4 separate regions of the Sus scrofa genome follow, and all the other regions are linked to region 1. The links are chromatin contacts, called in public Hi-C and promoter capture Hi-C maps. All regions are on one chromosome and are shown on one strand. The core of a region is the stretch at or near the end of the contact, and the rest is flanking DNA. Distances in the headings are between cores, read along the strand shown. Region 1 holds the start of XAB2 (pre-mRNA-splicing factor SYF1). Region 2 holds the start of MAP2K7 (dual specificity mitogen-activated protein kinase kinase 7). Region 3 holds the start of EVI5L (EVI5-like protein). Region 4 holds the start of TIMM44 (mitochondrial import inner membrane translocase subunit TIM44).

What was found. Promoter capture Hi-C pulls out the DNA fragments that hold promoters and counts their contacts. A called contact is a pair of places that touch in the nucleus more often than the background predicts.
Region 2: a promoter capture Hi-C map of liver shows a contact between it and region 1, with 2.7 times the contacts expected there. The contact joins the promoter of MAP2K7 here to the promoter of XAB2 in region 1. A contact is called at or near these places in 1 of 5 promoter capture datasets (liver), 1 of 47 Hi-C or Micro-C datasets (epiblast stem cells) and 1 of 2 datasets of contacts at active chromatin or transcription factors (alveolar macrophages).
Region 3: a Hi-C map of skeletal muscle shows a contact between it and region 1, with 6 times the contacts expected there. The contact joins the promoter of EVI5L here to the promoter of XAB2 in region 1. A contact is called at or near these places in 3 of 47 Hi-C or Micro-C datasets (heart right ventricle, liver and skeletal muscle).
Region 4: a Hi-C map of skeletal muscle shows a contact between it and region 1, with 5 times the contacts expected there. The contact joins the promoter of TIMM44 here to the promoter of XAB2 in region 1. A contact is called at or near these places in 4 of 47 Hi-C or Micro-C datasets (heart right ventricle, liver and skeletal muscle) and 1 of 2 datasets of contacts at active chromatin or transcription factors (alveolar macrophages).

What each region holds. Positions count from the first base shown.
Region 1 is chr2:71,519,757-71,522,784 of Sscrofa11.1, reverse strand. It overlaps XAB2 (pre-mRNA-splicing factor SYF1), which reads right to left and starts at 1,751. Exons shown (of 19, transcript XM_003123151.5): 1 at 1,624-1,751; 2 at 369-517; 3 at 1-113. The coding sequence starts at 1,674. PET100 (PET100 homolog) reads left to right here and starts at 1,965. Exons shown (of 4, transcript NM_001097466.2): 1 at 1,965-2,010; 2 at 2,690-2,776; 3 at 2,928-2,960. The coding sequence starts at 1,984.
Region 2 is chr2:71,306,779-71,309,753 of Sscrofa11.1, reverse strand. MAP2K7 (dual specificity mitogen-activated protein kinase kinase 7) reads left to right here and starts at 1,322. Exons shown (of 11, transcript XM_003123197.5): 1 at 1,322-1,818. The coding sequence starts at 1,695. It also overlaps a transcript of LRRC8E not described here.
Region 3 is chr2:71,364,504-71,367,210 of Sscrofa11.1, reverse strand. EVI5L (EVI5-like protein) reads left to right here and starts at 1,375. Exons shown (of 19, transcript XM_013994706.2): 1 at 1,375-1,558.
Region 4 is chr2:71,270,243-71,273,272 of Sscrofa11.1, reverse strand. It overlaps TIMM44 (mitochondrial import inner membrane translocase subunit TIM44), which reads right to left and starts at 1,495. Exons shown (of 13, transcript XM_003123200.5): 1 at 1,344-1,495. The coding sequence starts at 1,388.

The DNA.
Region 1 (3,028 bases), core at 502-3,001:
ATACAAAGGCCCTCTCATGGCAGTTGTTGACATCTTCATAGGCTGGGTCGGTCACGCAACGGTGCTTCACCTGTGCCCGGCGTGCCTTCAGGTAGCGGTACCAGAGTTTGTAGCTGGGGAGGGGGGAAGGCAGTGATTGGTCAGCTTTACAGATCCTAAAACCCTCCCCCTGCCCCAGGAGACAAGTGTTGGGAGAAGGGGTCTGAGGAGGGGTGACAAGTCTCCCATGGGGGGATGGGCAGGGAAAGTGTGCTCACCAATCAAAGGTGCCACACATAGCAATCACCTGGGACCTACTAGCCAGCTCTGGTGTGATGGGACAAGTGGGGTGGGGCTGAGACAGGCAGAGCAGCTGCAGCCAACCTCACCTGCAGGGCAGCAGCTTCAGCGCCCGCTCGTACAGCTGATTGAGTCTGGGCTTCGGGGCACCCTGTTTGAACTCAATGTAGCGGAGCCAGCATTTGACGGAGAACTGGTTCCGCATGATCTCCTCCTCATAAGGGAGGTCCTCTTCCTCCTGCCAGGGCCGATGAACGGGGAGAAGACAACCCTACCCTCAGAGCCTGAGGGCAGCACCACTCCACGCCAAGCTCCGGACCCCTACCCAGGTCCCAGTTCCCACCATCAGAGCCTGGTCACCAGATGCCCATATCCCAGGACTCTGATCTATCCTTTCACCCCTCAGAATTCTGCTGCTTACAATCTGAGCCAGACCATCAGACTCCTTGGTCACGGGGTTCTAGGCTAGACATGAGACTACCACCCAGACATCACTCTTCTGGTACCCAGTCTCTGGCCCAGATCAGCAGCCTCCTTAGACACCAAGCCTCTGCCCTAGACAACAAGTTTTTTGGTGTTTTTTTTTTTTTTGTTGTTGTTGTTGTTGTTTTTGACACCATGTCTTACCTCTTCACAATATACCTCTTCTCAGACACCAGACCTTTGGCACCTCAGGCTCCCGCTAGTCAGAGTCTAGCTCAATTCTGCCTCCAGAAGCTGGAAGCTAGACCCTTATCTCAGAGAGAAAGGTTTGGACAGGATGCCTAGCCTTTAACTCAGACACCAGGAATCTCATGGAGATGCCAGGCTTCCACTCCAAACACCAAGTCTTTGAGTCTTCAGGATTCCACTGGCCATCGCCTGAGCAGCTTCACCTCACTAGGTCTTTACTTCCAATTCCAGGGTTCTCTCTCAGATGCCAAGCCTTTATCCCAGAAACTATAACGCTCATGACCTAGACCACTACCCAGGACACCAAGACTTTACCACTGAAACCAGAACCCTAGACTGGTCACTATGCCTTTACTTCAAATATCAGGCCTCCCAAGATTTAGCTCGTCTCCCTTCCTTCCCATTCTCTGCGCGTTCCCATTTCCGCCGCAGGACCAGGACGCCAAGCCCTTAATCTAGACCACCTGCTCTTTACTCAGACCACTTGGTCTCCAGCACCAGCCCTTTGCTCTTGACTAGCCTGGTCCCCGTCTCCGGCCCGTAATGCTCTTCCTACCCTCGGGCCGACAAAGCTCTAGCCTAGTTCCCTCGGGCGGCTAGGCCCCAATGCCCTGAGGCATCTAAGCCTCAGAGTGCCCACGCGAGCCATCCTCGGCCCCGCCGCGAACTCACAAAGACGAGGTCCGGCCGCTCGGTTCTCGAGAGCCGCGCCATCACCACCATTTTCCGGGCGCTCCAGGTACTGGCAGGAGTCGCGCTATAATGACGTCTCAGACTGAAGGCCGCCCTCTCTGGCCAGATCCGTTTTCCTATTGGTTGAACCCTTCCCAATAGCGCGGCCTGAGTTGTTGACTTTCTCTTAGACAGCGCCAGCTACCGGAAACAGGAAGAAGCGTCCGAAGATGACGTCATCCAGAGAGTTCCTCAGGCCAATCGGTTTCAGCACTAGAGACCGCCGACCCCTAATGAGCGGCAGTCTTGCTGGAAGGTTGGTTTTGGGCGGAAGCGGCTTTGAAGCCCAAGAGGAGCGAGATGGGCGTGAAGCTGGAGGTGTTTCGGGTCAGTGAGCAGTGGAGCGGTTGGACCGCTGGGCGCCGGGTCTTTCTGGATGAGGAGACTCTGAAAAGGGGGGCCTCCGAGAGATGGCGCTCTGGGGGCGAAAGCCTTTCAACCTTTACAGTTGAAACCCTGAAGAGGGGGCCCTGGGCTGGGGGCTCTGGGAGGGCTCATGTGAGGAAGGCCCTCTGAGAGGGGGGATATAGGGAGGGGGCTCTAGGAAGAAACGCTCCAGGCTCTGGAGCAGATCTCGGGCTCATGGTGCGTGTGCGGCAGGCACTCTTAGATTTAGGGGTGTAGACTGAAGCGTGAGACCTTTTGGGGTTGGGGGTTCTCCGGGGTCTGACGGGGGGTGGGATAATGAGGTCTCAAAGAGATACCTTTATGCTCTATGAGCTCTTCTGCTCCCGGGGCCTGTGTGTGTGTGCATGTCTTTCTTTGAAAGGGAATCTCCTGGCCTCAAAGGGGGCTTTCAGCAGTAAGGACTCTTGGATTATGGGGCTAGACTTTTTAAGGTGTGTGGCTTCTGTACCCTTGGTGGGAATTTTTGGGGGGTTCTGGGGCTGCAGGGGTATCCCTGGTCTCTGCCAGAGAATGGTCCTCCAGGCCCTGAGCAGCCCCCACACAGTGGGGGCAGAGGTAGTAGTTCCTTGCCCTGCTCATCCGACTCCTGCCCTTCCAGATGACCATCTACCTCACCTTCCCTGTGGCTATGTTCTGGATTGCGAATCAGGCCGAGTGGTTTGAGGACTATGTCATACAGCGCAAGGTGGGCACAGGTTCATTCCAGGGGGTGGGGGAGGGTAGGGGGCACCAATCTGCTGGGCACCAGTGTCTGCCTCCCCTGAGCCGACCCGGCCCTGGTGTGGGGCTCTGGAGGCTCCTGGCTTGTGGCTCCAACTGTGTTGTTGTCCCTACAGAGGGAGCTGTGGCCCCCCGAGAAGGAGGACCAGGTAAGAGACATATTCTTCTTTCCGCCAGAGGACAGAGGGGCCTGGCTCCCCATTGCCATGATGGGACT
Region 2 (2,975 bases), core at 73-2,572, 210 kb after region 1:
AAACAAAATAAAAAACCCAAACAAACCTGCTGTGGAGGGTACATTTTCCTGAGGACAGGCGGGGACTTGGATCTTCAAATGTTCCCTAAGTGGGAGTTCCTGTGGTGGCGCAGTGGTAACGAACCCGACTAGTATCCATTAGGACGCAGGTTCCATCCCTGGCCTCGCTCAGTGGGTTAATGGATCTGGTGTTGCTGTGGCTGTGGCATAGGCCGGCAGCTATAACTCCGATTAGACCTCTGGCCTGGGAACTTCCATATGCAGGTGCACCCTAAAAAGTCAAAAAAGAGTTCCCTCTGTGAAGCAGGGTATGCTGTTGGGTGCTTAATAAATAATACTAATTATGAGAACTATAACTCCGATCTCTTGTGTCCACTCCTCTCTAAGCCTTTGGTTTCACCAGACCAAGTACAGGCAAGTGGTGACAGACATGTGCCAGAATCAAGGGTATATGTTTTTCTGTACTGGTAGCAGAGGCAGAGAGAGCTCTGCTAACTAGAAAAAAATCAGTGGCATCCTTTGCCTAGCTTTTTTCCCTGGAGAACTGCTCTTCCTTTACCTTCCCTGTTATTCCCCTGGCTCCATAGATTTGGATCTGGTCCACCCAAAAGTTGTCACCAGAGGAGTCCTTAAAAGCCTTTAAAGCCCATCACAGTGTTCCTGTGCCGGAGCCAGCAGGGCAATGACACAGCCTGACCAACCCTGGCCTCCTGAGATCGCCACCTCCGTGGAGTCTGCAAAATGCGAGCCTCCTCCTGGCACCAGGGAGAAGAGGCAAGCTCTCCAGCGGGACCTGGGGTTCCAGATGGGGACATTTCCCCAGCACTCTTCAGATCAGTTAAAGGCACAAAGGCGCCTGGCAGACGCATCTAGCCTCAGGGCCTATTTTCTGCATTGTCCAGGATGGAGGCAGAGTGAATGAAGGAAGCCTTAAAATGTCCCACAGAAGTCTGATTTGGTACTCTCTGCCCTTGTCCTTGGCTCCCGTTGCAGAGATCAGGAGTCACGCTGCTGGATTCCCAGGGCCCCGACAGTAGCCTGAGCCTTACTCCGCCCCTCCTGCAAGCCCTCGGCCAACCCTGAGCCTGTTGAAATGGAAAGGGCTTCCCACGGCTGCCTAATTATGGTAAGGAGGCAGCAATTAAGTATAACAGGGATCCCAATGAAGTACTGTCCAAGACAAGAAAGGCGGTTCTGAGAGGGTGCGGGTGCCAGCGAGGGCCGCGCAGGGAAGGGAAAGAAGGATTAGGACACACCCCGGGCGACCACCCGGGACAGAGGCCAGGAACAGAGCCAAGGCTACGCATGCGCAGCAGCTGCCACACGCAAGACCTCCTCTCCCCCTCTGTACGCTTGCGCGCGGCTTTCTCCGCCCACCGCTCTTTGCGGAATGTGTAAGTGGGTTTCCACACAGCGCCTCTAGCCGGAGCGCACGGGAATTCGCGCGTGCGTATCACTTGGCGAGGACTTGCACGTTGCCAGCCGCGAGCTCTAGGTGGCGGCATCCCTCCGGCTAGGACGAAGCACGCAAGCGCGGAGGTTCGCACGAGGGGAGGGCGGGTGCACACCGCGGGCATGCGCCGTGCGGAGCGAGACGGCGGCTCGGCGGGGTCAACCGAGCGCAGGCGCAGTGCGGTGTTTGTCTGCCGGACTGACGGGTGGCCGGGCGGTGCGCGGTGGCGGCGGCGGGGAAGATGGCGGCGTCCTCCCTGGAGCAGAAGCTGTCCCGCCTGGAGGCAAAGCTGAAGCAGGAGAACCGCGAGGCCCGGCGGAGGATTGACCTCAACCTGGATATCAGCCCCCAGCGGCCCAGGCCCAGTAAGCAGGGCGGCGTGGGGGAGGGGGCGGGCGGGGCGGGGCGCGCGCCGCGGGAGGCCCCGCCCCCGCCGCCAGGCCCCGCCCCCGCTTCCGGGGCGCTCTTGCTCCTCCTCCTTTCCGCCCCACTCCCCGCTGTCTGCTCGCCGGGAGAGGGTCACGTTGACCCAGGGGCATGGGGTTGGCGAGCTCCCGGGCATTACTCCCCCTGTCTGGGGAGTTTCCCCTTATGGGGCCTGGGAGCCTAGCTGCCCGGCTCCAGGCGAAGACCCCCCACCTGATGACCCGTTCCCGTCACCGTGATCCTCGGAGCCTCATTCACCTATTCTAAGCCGAGCTCCTCCTACTCCCTGCTACCGTGACCACATCTAGCTCCTCCGCAAACGTGTACACAACCCTTTTCACCACCTGATTCCACTCCCGCATGTCAGTGACTGTGTCAAGAGGTCCCCTCCCCTCGTCCAGCACCTAGGTCCTTGAGTTAACACACACACCCACACCTGGCCTGGGGACACCTAAAGTCAGTTGACCACATATAATCACCGCTTGTTTCTCTGATCAGATGATTCTCCCACTTCCTCCTTGTGACTCTGTCAGTAGCTCTCTCTTTTGCACTCTGGGATCTTGTCATTAGGCTCAGCAGACCCCCTCCCACATGCAGCCTACCCCCAGTCTACACCGCCCTTCCTCATACTTCTCTGAGTGGTTTCACTGTCACCATCTTGGTGACTGTTTCCAGCTCCTCCAGAAATACACACCCAACTCACACGCGTAGTAGTTTTGTCACCTTGAATTAAGTGACTTCCTTTCCCACACCCACCCAGCCCAGGGACAGATGAGGCCACTGTCCCATGATCTCAGTGCCTGCCTCCCTGGCATCGTGTCATCTGAAATCAAGAGCTGACCCCCAACACCCACACCTGGCCTGGGATCACCACCACCACATCTAATCTCTTTGTTATGTTCTGCAGAACCCCTTCCCCATATCCCCTCAGCTCAGAGTTACTCAGATTTTCCCCCTCCCCAAAGGCCTGATCAGCAGCAACCCCCACACATGGTATCTGTGTCTTTTTTCCTTCCTTCTTTCTTTTTCTGCACTTGGGGCAGGTGAAAGTTTCTGGGCCAGGGATTGAACCCTTGCCACAGCAGTGAAACAACCA
Region 3 (2,707 bases), core at 126-2,625, 160 kb after region 1:
TGTAGAAAGATGCAGCGACAGATGGACAGAGGCAGGGAATGTGGCTGGGTGTCATTCATTGTTCCCCAAACCAGAAGAACCCCCCCTACCCACTATTTAGAAGGTTGAGACCTCAAACCTCAGAAGGTCCTGACACTCCCCACTCTGGGTTCCAGCCCTCTCGTTTCCATGTCCGTCTCCCCACTTCCAGCCTCCATTGTGAACTTACCGTGTCACTCTCTCTTCTGTGACAGGTGGAAATGTGTCATTTTTGCTAAGTCTTGCCGGCTATCAGTAACTGCTTCTAATGCCCCACAAGGGGCCAGCCTGTTTTGATCGTCCCCTAAACTTCCTTTTCCTGTTGATAGGGTCTTGGCCTGCCATTCGCTCATTCATCAGTTACAAGCAGTTCCCATGGGCTGGGCCCCTTCTCAGAAACGCTGGGGATCCCGAGGAGACCTGACCTAGGTCCTGCATTCCACACACACCCCGTCTAGATGGGGTGGGGGATGGGAGGGCCGTGTCCCAAGCAAGGATAAAAGCGTGCTCAGAGTTTAATGCGGGAACAAGATTCTCAGCCTCAGAGAATATACTTAACCCTGACTAGACGAGGGCAGGGGACCTGCCTGAGTCTTTGGTGTGACACCCCAACCCCAAAAGCCCCACCGCTAGCACCGAGTTGGAGTTAGTGAAGCTGCAGTCCCACCACCTCCCCGCCGCCTTAGGGATTTCTGGCAACCCCCCTTCCCGGACCCAACCCTTTAGCCTCTACCTTATCTGCCCCCGCCCCAACGATGATCTAGGCCACGCCCCTCTCAGCCCCGCCCCTATTTCATTCACTCCAAGCCTCAAGCCCCAAGCCCCACCGCCCCGGAGGCCAACCTCAGATCAATCTCACGAACTCATTGGCCAGAGAGCGTCCCTTCACCGCCCTCCTTCAGTGTCATTGGCTCCCTGGGTGTCATTCTTCTTTATAGAGGCCCAACAGTTGCCATGGCCAAGGTTTGAGGGGCAGATAATAATGGCCGTCCCAGGACGTCTCGTTATTGGGCCAAAAAGCCCGGTTCTGGGCGGGGCTTAGACCCAAACGCTTGCCTGCCCCTGTCTGGGGTTCCTTAGGGACTCAGCCTTCCCTCAGAGACACACCCCTCTCTCCTCGCTATTGGCCCTGCCATGTGTTGATCACCAGGATTCCACATTCCGATAGGCAAAACCACCCGTCCCTCACTGCTTCCCTAAGTTTAATTCGCTTCTCTCCTTAAAGGAGTCAACCTTCTGGCCGTAGCCAGGGCCCTCCTTACGGAATGTGCACGGATTGGCCAGGAACACCGTCACTCCTGGCCAATGGGCGGAGCCGGAGTTCCTTGGGGCGGCGAATTGGCTGACTGGGCCTCGGGGGTGGGGCAGCGGCTCCTGTCAGCGGGTGAAATGGCAGCGGCGGAGCCGGCGGCGGCCGCGGTCCCGGGGGGCGGCTGAAGGGGCCGGGCCGGGGCTGCGGGGTGAGCGGCGCGGCGGGGATCCGGCGGCGCGGCCGGGGACGGCTAGGCTCGGCACGGCGATGGCGGCGCGCTCGGCGCAGGTAGGTAGGCGGCGCGGGCCAGGCCTCCCAGGCGCCTTCTCAGGCCCGCGGCTCCGCGCTGCGGCCCGCGGGGGCCGGGCAAGATCGGGACTCAGGGCCCCCTCTCCCCAGAACCCGCGCTGGGACCCCTTGGCACTCCTAGCACGGACCCTGGCCGTCAACCTCGGGCCCCGGCCCCTGCCCACCCTCGTTCCCGACGCTTCCCGACCCTCAGGGGCCCTTCCCCGACACCTCCGACACCTCCGGGCGTCCTCCTCCGCGGCGCAGCCCCCTCCCCAGAAGCTTCCTCGGGCCCGTAACCCCTGACCACCCTCTCTACTGACCCTCAGGACCCCTTCCCGGTCTCTTCAGGGCTCCCTCTGCCCCCACCCCGCAGACCCGCCCCCTACAAGCGCCCTCCAGGAAGCGGAGGACCCCCGCCCTCCCTCTGTCCCAACCCCTCAGGTTCCCCTCTCATCTGTAGACCCCCTTGCCACGCCGTCCCTCCCCTCACTTCACATCCTATCTCTGGGCTCAGACGTACCCCCATCCCCAAGGATACCAGCCTTGGAGCCTTCTGACCCCACAGGACCCCCCTCTCCAGTCTCTGTAAATCAGGATTTCTGCTCACAGGCCTCACCTCAGCCTGATTGCCCATCTGCCACTCCCAGCAGCCCCATGGCCAAGGGCACCCCTGAAAGCCACTCCTGGGGTCTTTCAGCACACTCCAATAGCTCCACATACAGCCCTGATCTTGACTTGTCTTGATCACTGCTTCCTGAAAATCCACCTTCACCTCATGCTCAGGACCTCCCTACAGATGTTCTGAACCCCCTCCCCCACCTAAGGACACACACCTTTCAGAGGGCCCCACTCACACATTCAGGTGTGCGCATGCCACACACACCTGGGACCCAACAAATCAGTACCCATATACCCCCAACAACTCATACGGACAGACCCTGGACCCCTCACACACAGACATTCAGGAGCCCCTGACATGGACACACACACACAGGGTCAGACACTTTTATCCTCAACACAGACCCAGGCAACTGGGACCCTCTCCCAACACACCCACATTCACAGGGCTCTTCAGCGCTTTAGCATGCCTCCTCCTTGGACCAAGAGCTCCCAGCTCAGGCAGAGACTCAGGCAGCTACCCAGCCT
Region 4 (3,030 bases), core at 246-2,745, 250 kb after region 1:
TGTTTTACTCCTCTAAATGCCTACACCCATTGATCCCAGAGTCACTGACCTCAGCAACAGTCTGAAATAGAAGTGGATGGCTGTAGGAGTTCGCCTGTGGCACAGTGGGTTAAGGATCTGGCTTTGTCACTGCAGTGGCTCAGGTCACTGCTGTGGCACAGGTTCGACTCCTGGCCCAGGAACCTCCCCATGCCATAGGCGAGTTCCCGTGGTGGCTCAGCAATAATGAACCCAACTAGTATCCATGAGGATGAAGGTCTGATCCCTGGCCTCACTCAGTGGGTTGAGGATCTGGCATTGCCATGAGCTGCCGTGTAAGTCACAGGTGCAGCTTGGATCTGGCATTGCTATGACTGTGGGGTAGGCTGGCAGCTGCAGCTCCGATTTAACCCCTAGCCTGGGAACTTCCATGTGCCAAGAGTGCAGCCCTTAAAAAAAAAAAAAAAAAAAAAAAAAAAAGTGGATGTCTGTCTAACTTGGGAGAAAAATCTCACAGCAGGACCAAATCTGAGGTTGGTTCTCCTTCAGTCTTGGGCGCAAATCAAAACAGGTGTGAATTCAACCACTAAATGACATATAGCCCAACTGTTAAAAAAAAAAACTCCTCAGTCTTGAGTCAAAAACATAATCTTTCTCCTGACACTCAAGATTCCTATGACATATTTTCCTTTCTCCAGAATCTGGCTTCGGAGCCAGACTGACCTGTTTTGGACCAGGTCAGGCACCCCACTAGCTCTGGGACTAGCTTCATACTTAGGAATTCTGTTTCCTAACCTGTGAAATAGCGACAAGCAGCAGCAGCGTGAGTACTATTTTCTGAATGCACTTTACAGGTCTTCACCACCACCACTTCTGAGAGCCCAGGCTCTTAGCCAGGGCAACAACTACCTTTCGCACTTTCAGAGAGATTAGAAGAGGCGAAGCAGAAAATGTTCTAGGTAGGGGGCCTGGTATATAAAGGTGAGCTGTGATTGTCACGTTTTTTTGCCTTCTCGCCACTTTTTCTCCACTGTGAGCCACGGACACCATTCACTCCTTGGTGCACGTGGAGTCCGGCCAGGAAGTGAGGGGCGATCTGCTCCCTGCCCGGCTCGGTGCACTGCCACCCCCAGCCGGACACGCTCGGCCCCCGCCCTCAAGCCTCGCTCCGGGGACCTCGTTCCGGGGCTCTCGTTCCCGGGTCCCCGCCCCGGCCTCGGCTGACCCAAGGGACCAAACTATGAGCTTCTCGACGAAACCAGGGCAGGGCCTAAAGGGCCAAAGTCCTGGGGAGAAAGAAGCTCTGAAGGTCACGGGTCCGGAGCTTCCCTAGGCCCGTTCCCTGGCTCCGCACGTCTGCTCACCCGCGGGCAGCGGCACCAGCCTCCCCGCAGCGCCGCCGCCGCCATGCTGGAGGATCCCGTATGACCTTCTCGCAGCGCGATCCGATGGCGTCACCCACCGCGTCTGCCTGGTGCGCCCTGAGCCTGGGAAAAGGGGGACCTGAAGGCGGGGTTTATGAGAGGGACAGTCCTGTTATTGGACAGGGCTCCCAAGGGGGGCGGGGCCGTAGAGAGAGCAAGGTCCATGGTAGGGGCGAGGCCTGATGGGGCGGGGAACTTCTAATAGGGAGATCTCTGATAGGGTAGAATTAGGAGGAGCGAGGCCTAAGACTGGATGTGGTCTGGGGGACGAGCACTCCTGTGAGATAGAGACCTATAGTTGGATAAGACTGCAAAGGGGCGGAACCGGAGGGCGTGGATTCTGTTGCGAGCAGCGATTCTCCTACAGACCACGCGGGGATCGCGTGTTTGCGAGGAACCTGTAGACACAGCGACTTGCCCCAGGACCGATTCATTTGGATTCTGACTGACCAAAGGACCAGCTCCATAGCGACTTACTCTGGCTCTCACTGGCTATGACTAGCAGTGATCAACAGACTGGCAAGTGAGTTCCTTCAAGAATGAACCAACTTTTGTACAGCACTTTGGGAAGGCACCTGTTGGTTTTGGTCCAGAAAAGAGAAGCTGAGACCAGACTGGGTGTCACTCCTCCCTCCATCGATTCAGTGTGAAGTGACACACCTGGCCCTGAAGAAGCTCAGGCCTCTGTCATGTCAGCACCCAGAACTATTTTCCATTTCGAGAATGCCGCCACCAAGTGGCGGTACCTTGACAATGGCCGTGCAGTCTGAAGCTAGGGAGGGGCTGTGGGCTGGTACCCTGGGGGGGAGCTAAAGTTTGTTGCCTTTGCCCTATTGAAACTTTTTTCGTTACTCAACTATGGTTAAAGTTTGTTGAACTTGAAAAGGAGGCAACACACTCCCTGGCTTCAGGGTTGGAGAGATCTAAATTCTCTGTCCCTCCGGAGCCCACCTCCAAGTGAGAAGGGATGAGGGCTTCCATTCTGGCTTTGTTTGAAATATCTTTACTCGAAGAGGAGCAAACTTGTTAAATGGTTGGGATATACAGATCTGTTCCCCAAAGGAAAGTCTGTGCTTCAGAGGTGCCCAGGGACAGGAGGTCAGACGGGCACATCAAAGGCCCAAATGGAGAATGAGGAGCCTGTAAAGGAGACTGGGAGGGGATAATCAACAGGTTTAACCCTCTCTCCCCCATTTTTGTAGTAGGCTGGATTTTAAGATATATATGTTGGGAGTTCCTGTCATGGTTCAGCTGTAAGGAACCCCACTAGTATCCATGAGGATGCGCATTCAGTCCCTGGCCCTGCTTAGTGAGTTAGGGATACAGCGTTGCCATGAGCTGTGTTGTAGGTCGTAGATGGGGCTCGGATCCCACATTGCTGTGGCTGTGGCATAGGCTGGCGGCTACAGCTCCAATTCGACCCGTAGTCTGGGAACTTACATATGCCTTGGGTGTGGCCCTAAAAAGACAAAAAAAAAAAAAAATTATAAGTTAACTGCTTCTGGGGGAAAAAGAGTTTTTAATAAACACCTTATCACCTCTTCAAAAAACAAAAAACAAACAAACAAAAACAGCTTAATAGTGGAAGAGGACTTGGAGGGCCTTGGAAAAGGCAGGTGGAGTAAGC